2 separate regions of the Bos taurus genome follow, and region 1 is linked to region 2. The links are chromatin contacts, called in public Hi-C maps. All regions are on one chromosome and are shown on one strand. The core of a region is the stretch at or near the end of the contact, and the rest is flanking DNA. Distances in the headings are between cores, read along the strand shown. Region 1 overlaps MLLT10 (MLLT10 histone lysine methyltransferase DOT1L cofactor). Region 2 has its middle 30 kb from the start of SKIDA1.

Region 1 (3,710 bases), core at 1,149-3,648, 240 kb after region 2:
AGTATTGTTTTGAGGGTTAGATGACTTAAAAGATAAAATGAACATTGCTGGCTTGTAGAATTCACTGGTTCTTATTACTTTTTATAATTATTAATATTAAAATATTAGTACTTTGTTTCTACATTCTACTTTGTTCTAATCAGTTAAATTTCACTAAAAATATGAGCTGTAGCTTCTTTTAGCTGAATTGTTTGAATAAAACTTGCTCACCACTGCAGAATTTATTTTTTTAAAATGTGTATAGTCAAGGCCAACTCTCTTGATTTTATAATTTGGATGAGAAAGAATAAGTACTAAGTTACATATACATTATACATATACTATATATTATATCATTTACTTGCTAAATTATGTAGTGTCTATTATATATACGTATTTAGTATCTTTACAATTTTAAGTGTCTATCTTACTTAAATATAGTGTTTTATTTTTTTTTTTTCTAATAATTTGAGGGGGTATAAGCTTTTACTTCTTTATTTTTTAAAACAAAACAAAATATTTTGCTTATCATTAGACAGGTGCTGTAAATGTGGTATTTTTATGAATGGCGCTCTTGACAAGAAATGCTAATTGTGAGGAAATTCATGCCAGGATAATCCTTTAAACATGATAGCTGGAGGACAGGTTTAGCTTAGTCTTATTGCATCTCATTTGGGTACACTAAGGGATCTGTGTGGGATCTTGAAGAGGAGGGATAAAAGTTAAATCCTTGGGAAATGACCGTATGTGTCTGTACCAGTAGAATTGTGTCTTTTGAAGGCCCTGAGGGCATGTTAAACAAATACAACTTTTTAATACATAGAACTTTAAAGTGTCCATCATCATGGCATCTCTGCTGTCCGTTGAGAGGTCCGAGCTGTGGCAGGGATGGAAAAAGTATTTGAGGTGGTGAAACAGGACAGCCTGTGTGCAGAGGACATGCCTTTCCTGGGAGCCAGGAGTAGGGCTTTGGTGCGCGTACACTGCTCCCTGCTGGGCGTGTGTGGATCCGCAGGCTGAGCCGCTGGGCTTCCTCATCCAGTGTCCTCCGGTGAATTGCTTAGTTTAACCAAACAACAAAAAATGCTTGTGCTCTTTATTTGTGTCGAAGGACATTGTTGTGTGTGATTCTTTGACCTTTAAAAAATGATTTTAATGAAAAATCATGGCGGGCACTTTGAATTTTTAATTAGGCTTTTATTTTGATGAAAATCAAATGTTCCTGTGATTTTTATTTGAGAATGGAAGTTACCTGAACTAGGTTTGGGTTTTTTGTTAGTGGCAACAAAGTTTCTACGCAGTACATCTTGGAACAATATCCCTTTATGCTTACATAGGTAGAAATATATTATTATATATTTGTATCTGCATAAATTTAGAAATAGAACCTTGTCACTTAGAAATGCTTTACAGAATTTCTACTTTTCTGTTTTATTTCTAAAGTTACTGACACAAGTCCATAAAGTACCTGGTCCTGTGTGTGAAATTGTCTTTATTCAAATCTCTGCTAGTTTTAGGGATGCTGAAGTCATTACATCAACTTCAAGTAGAAAATCGAAGATTAGAGGAACAGATTAAAAACTTGACTGCCAAAAAGGAACGCCTTCAATTATTGAATGCACAGCTCTCAGTGCCTTTTCCAACAATAACAGCAAACCCCAGCCCATCTCATCAAATGCATGCATTTCCAGCACAGAATGGTAAGTGTAAATTTATTGTGGATCTAAGGAAAGTAGGATGAACTTTTCATTACTTTTTTCATAATAAGTGAATAATAAGTGGTCACCAGTTATATGAAGATGTAGAAAAGGAATAACAGGTTATTTTAGAGGAGCATAAAGAATCCTGTTCAATGTTCAACTTGAATTTGCTCTAACATCTTTAGTACAGAATTTAATGATAAAATTTAAGTATATGATGATATCTATTGATTTAAAGCCATGGTATTCAATAGAGATACAGATTTTTTTCATTCAGATTGGTCTTAAGAATAGCAAGGCTTAAAATTTAAGTGTTTCTAATGTGGGCTTCAGACTAAGCTTTTAGACAAACCTTTAATCTTACATGTAATGTAATTCAACAGGTAAATAAGCTTCTTTTTGTCTTTTTTCTTTTCTAGCTCCTACTACTGATTCCTTGAACAGCAGTAAGAGCCCTCATCTAGGAAACAGCTTTTTACCTGATAATTCTCTTCCTGTATTAAATCAGGTAATTTCGGTATGGTTAATTTCATTTGTGTGTTTTACTTACAAACAACGGTATATTACGTTAAATGGTTTAAAATAATTTTAAACTGTTTTTTTGCTGTGTTGTTTACAACTTGGTTCCTATTCTTCCTTATGTTAGGACTTAACCTCCAGCGGACAAAGCACCAGCAGCTCATCGGCTCTTTCTACTCCACCTCCTGCCGGGCAGAGTCCAGCTCAGCAGGGCTCAGGCGTTAGCGGAGTTCAGCAGGTCAATGGTGTGACAGTGGGGGCACTGGCTAGTGGAATGCCGACTGTAACATCCACCATTCCTGCCGTGCCTGGAGTGGGTGGAATAATTGGAGCTTTGCCAGGTAACCAACTGGCAATTAATGGCATTGTAGGAGCTTTAAATGGGGTTATTCAGACCCCTGTCACAATATCCCAGAACCCTACCCCCCTCACCCACACAACTGTACCACCTAATGCAACACATCCAATGCCAGCTACACTGACTAACAGGTAAGAAACTTACTTAAGTATCTTTGGCAGTTTTTAGAGCAACATGGTACCAAGCTATCCATGCTTTAGTTAGGGATGTTTTAATGTGTCCCTTGTAGATGTGCTCTAAGAAAGTAAAATCCACAAGCTAAATATATTATACCAGGAGCCATTTATTTTTGACACTTTAGTAATTCAGATTAAATACAAAGTTAAATCACTTTGAGAAGCAAAGCATAAGCATTAAATATATTCTGTACTGAAAATTTCAGTCTTGATCTGTAATGTCTGTTTTAAATGCTATTTTTCTTAACCTCATGTATTGAAAATTCTGGAGCAAAGTAATATTGTAATGAAGATCACATATGAATGTTGGTTTCTTAAAATTCAGCTATGTAATTTTGTTAGCTTTGTAATCAAAGATTTTGATATAAGATGAAGGTCAAATATTTATCTTGAATTTCCAGGGAGTGAGACTTGCTGTTTCATTGTGCTGGAATTTCATTTGAATGGCAAAGCCATGTTGTTATTGCACATACTTTTGAGGAATAAATCATTTTAAATGGATTTGTAGTGGATAGTAGTAAACTGTTTCTTCTGGCTGTCTTTTCGTTGGTGCTTAATTTTACTGACAGTTGGGACCATAAAAAAAGTTTAAGTAAAATCAGTTAGTAGTATGTTTGGATTCTTTCTTTGTTTTACTATGTGGGTTAAATTATCCCTGAATGATTGAAAATAAAGTATTACATGTGCATATAAATTTTTATTCCATTGAACAATTTAGTACCTGCTTGGTTTACAATAAAAAGGGAACCAAAACATTTATTGACAATGTGAATTCTTGGTTACCTGTATATGTGCAGAGAGAGAGAAGAAATTTTTACATCGTTGTTTTTCAAAAAGTGTTATGGTTAAAAACTTGACTTGTTAACTTATTAAACATCAAATTGAGAAGTTCTTTCATTTTACATTTAAAAAAAAGAGGTTTACAGTAGAAAGTAAGAATTTTCATCATTTTTCAGTGCCTCAGGACTAGGATTACTT
Region 2 (3,607 bases), core at 322-2,821:
GGCCCCAGTGAGAAAGCGCCGGATGGAACTTGCCCGGCGCGTTTGGCCCCAGGGTGACTCGTGGAGAGACTGGATTCGCGTGGAGAACCACGAGGTGGGGGAAAAGGGTGGGGAGAGGCACCAGTCCCGGCCGCCCCTCGCGCTGGGGGCGCCGCCAGTCCAGGACCCAAAGGGAGCAAACGTGGGCGCGGATCCGTTTCCCTCTTCACCAGAGAACGGGCTCTTCATTGAGAAGGAAAAACACAAGGAAAGTCAGCTCGCGCGTTTGTTTTGGTTTTTCGTCTGTTTGCCTCCCAATTAAAAAGTGGCCGGCTAGGCAACAGCTTTGCGGTTTTCACAGTGTAAAACGGTTTAGAGGCAAAGCTCCAACCCTTCTCGACTTTCGCTTGCGGTTTGCAACCCCCGGGGCAGGCGTGACCCTGCGGCACCTGCCGGAGCGAGCTCCTCCCGCCGGGGCCAGACCCGCGGCCTCGGCTTCGCTGGGGCGGGGCCCGGGGGGGGGGGGAGGGCGGAGCCGAGGCTGGGGGGTCGGGGGAGGCAGGTTCCCACCTTTCAGGTAGACTCCAAGCTCCTGCCCGCCCCTGCCCGCACCGCCTCCCCTCCCCCGCGCCCTCCCGGCGCCGGGACCTGAGCTTTCTTCTGAGACTACCCTGGGTGTGCGGAAATCCTGGGACAACTCCTGAGGGACCCCTCTCCAAGATGCCGAGGAGCGAAGAGCAAAGGAAAGAAATTTACTGCAGATGGCACCGGAACCAGAGCTGGCTTGTTAGTGCCCTGGTCGGGGTTTTCCCGGGCTACGTGCCGGCCTCGTAGGTTTTCCCCAGTAATCTCGAGTTCGATGAGGTCACTTGTCCAATAATCGATGAGTTCATACCCACACGCACATCTAGCTAAAACAAAAAGAAAGAAAAACTGCTCTTCCATCTTCTCCACGTTCCTTGCTTTCACCAAATTAACTAGCCCTCCCGGCTAGAGTAAGCTGAAGCCGGGGCGCCGGAGATGCAAAAGGAGGGGGTTCTCTATGGGCCCACCGCTCCTCCCCGGCGTCTTGCACCTGCACCTGACCAAGAGTTTGCGGGCTGTGGGCGCTGAATGCGATTCCCAGACCGCCAGGCTCATCCAGAACCCATGCATCCAAAAGACCCAGGGACAGGCCAACAACCCTCGGCGACCCTTCCCTGCAGGCCTTCTGCTTTTAATAAACGAAAATAAAAGTTTGCTTTTAAGTAAAAGAAACGCCGTTTTGGTCTTTCAGCCCAGACGCGTGACTTACGCATCCTTTTACACCAGCAGGGAATTATCAATTGTGATTGTCGAAATCGATACCGGGGCATCCGCAGACGAGGATCTGCAGATAGTGGGGTCAAGGGATCAAGGAAATAGCAGCAGGAACCATCAGACTCCGACCCTTCTGGACCGCCAGGCCCGCTTCTTGAGGGAGACGCCGCGGGTGGAAGCAAGATTGCGGAATAGCCGAAAGCGCGGGTGGGGAACGAGGCCCGTTCCACCTTAAGGGTCGGCGCTGCGCGGCGGCTGCGGAGGCGCCCGGCACCTGCAGGAGGCGCTGCTGCCCCGTGGTTCCGCCCTCGCCGCGGCGAGCCGCCTGCCTGGCAGCTCCCGGGCCGCGGTCCCTGGAGTGGGTGGGGACGCTGGGGGAGGAAGGGAGCGAGTGCAGCCGTTAGGTAAGGAACCCGAGCCCTCCCGGATTTGGAAGCGGCCTCAGCGAGGCGTTTGCTGGAGGGAGCTTTCCGTCTTTCGGCCGCGAGAGGAAATGTGGCGAGGCGTCCTTCCCTGCCCCCACTGCCTGCCTTCCTGCCTCACTCCACCTCCGCTCCCCGACCCCGACCGTGCTTCCCAGACCCTTTGTTCTCGAGGTTGGGAGCTGCTGGGTGGGGGGTTCCCGGGGGAAGAGGTTCCCACTGCGCTACTCGAAGAGGAAGGGACTCTCGCCTCGCCTCGCCTCCGCCCAGCCTGCCCCAGCCGAGTCCTCCTGGCCCCACGCCCCCTTTCCGCGTCCCAGAGCCTCCTGGCCCGCCTGGAGTCCCCAAGTTCCCGCTTCCAGGCCTTCACCGTCGGTTTACCGGCCTCCCTTCCCACTTCTCCGCCACTCCGAGGTCTCCGAGAAGAGGGTGGGAGAGGCAGAAGGGAGGGGGAGGAGAAACCACGTCGCCTCCGCTGCGCGGAGAATCCCCGGGGACCCTTTTAGTTCGCATTCCCCCGGCACCCGCCGCAGAGGCAGGGGTTTCCCGGCGCTGCCGCAGGGCGGAGGGGCGGCTCCAGCCCGGAGGCCGCCCGGCCCGCACCCCCACCACGCGGCTTATGCAGCTACGCGCGCGCAACCCGGCCCGCCCGCGCAGTCTGGAGAGGGCCCGCGTGGCGCGGTCTCACGGTCAGGACCCGAGCCCCCCAAGTGGAGAGACAGAGACACTGTAGTTCGCGCCCCGGGGAGGCGAACTGCAAACAAACGCCTCCTGCTTTCCCCCATCTACTCTCTGGGGCGCCACCCGCATCGCCTGTCCGCCGGGCGCGACCCGGAGGGCTCCCGCGATTGTATCTCCTTCAGTACAGTTACAGCTGCACGCAGCTGATTTCTTACTCGGGCGAAGGCGTCGCGCAGTGGAGCGAGGGGACAGGGCTGCGGGGGGAGGGCAGAAGCCGGGGTGGGAAAGTGAGCGGAGAGGTGAGGGGACGTGGCAGGGCGACTGAATAGTGCAGGGCCTCCCGGAGTCCCGACTCTGAGCCGAAGAGGCAGGACTGCCGGTGCAGGCCCGCCCGCGCCCCGGCCCAGCAGCCGCAACCCAGCGGCCGAGCCCTTCACGTCGTGGGCGCTGGAGATGCGCCTTCGCCTGGCAGGCGCCCCGCGCTCTTGCAACCGTAGAACGGGCTCTCCACGAGCCCGGATACCAAGTAGGTACCCCGCTCCCCGCTCCGCCCGGAGATTAGGAGGCCCGGAGCCACCGGCTGGAGGCTTCCCGGAGTCTCCTCAGGCCTCTCGGCGTGACCCTGGACCTTACTGGCTCATGGAGAGCCGCGCCAGCAGTTCTCTCCGCAGCGGGTTCCCCCGGACACACCCCGTCCCCACCCCCGAGAGCTGGCGGCCAGCTCGGAATGCCAGGCGGCCAGGCGGGCGCCTTGCCAAATTCCGCGTTCCTCTCCAGGAGACGGAGAGTTACGTCCCAGGCTCGGGAAAGCCAGTTAGTTTGGGCTTGAGAGTCGCTTGCAAAAGCCCCCCAAGGCGCTTGGGACGCCTCTGCAGGTTGAATTCCTGCTCCGTATCACTTCAATTTTAATTAATCTTTTAAAACACCGCTGTCACGTCGCTTGCAGAAAATTAATCAAACCTGAATCCTTGTTGCATAGCAAGAATTTCGATCCGAGTCTTTTAAAAAGGACTTGACTTTGCAAAGTCACGTCTTTTACGGTTCCCTCTTTCCCCCTTTAGCAAGGGAAATATTGCAAAAGTCAAGACATGTTTGGTTCTTTCTGTCTTCAAAATGAAACTTTGCTTATTTCTGATCTTTATTTTCTGTCTTTGAACAAAAAATAGCGAGATAAATTGCCTACCTCTGTTAATTCAAAATATAATTACTTTGAATGATCTTTGTTT

The links. A called contact is a pair of places that touch in the nucleus more often than the background predicts.
Region 1: a Hi-C map of liver shows a contact between it and region 2, with 3 times the contacts expected there. The contact joins two enhancer-like sites. A contact is called at or near these places in 3 of 11 Hi-C or Micro-C datasets (liver, skeletal muscle and skin fibroblasts).

The regions. Positions count from the first base shown.
Region 1 is chr13:22,942,718-22,946,427 of ARS-UCD2.0, forward strand. It overlaps MLLT10 (MLLT10 histone lysine methyltransferase DOT1L cofactor), which reads left to right. Exons shown (of 23, transcript XM_025000955.2): 18 at 1,491-1,679; 19 at 2,099-2,187; 20 at 2,326-2,687; 21 at 3,689-3,710. Among named protein-coding and RNA genes, the nearest start is that of MLLT10, 200 kb to the left of the region's middle. Within about 2 kb of position 2,399, at least 2 of the 102 cell types and tissues checked have an H3K27ac peak or open chromatin away from gene starts, as enhancers often do. A contact at or near this core is called in liver, where this site is marked.
Region 2 is chr13:22,707,995-22,711,601 of ARS-UCD2.0, forward strand. No RefSeq gene overlaps it. Among named protein-coding and RNA genes, the nearest start is that of SKIDA1, 30 kb to the right of the region's middle. Within about 2 kb of position 1,572, at least 63 of the 102 cell types and tissues checked have an H3K27ac peak or open chromatin away from gene starts, as enhancers often do. A contact at or near this core is called in liver, where this site is marked.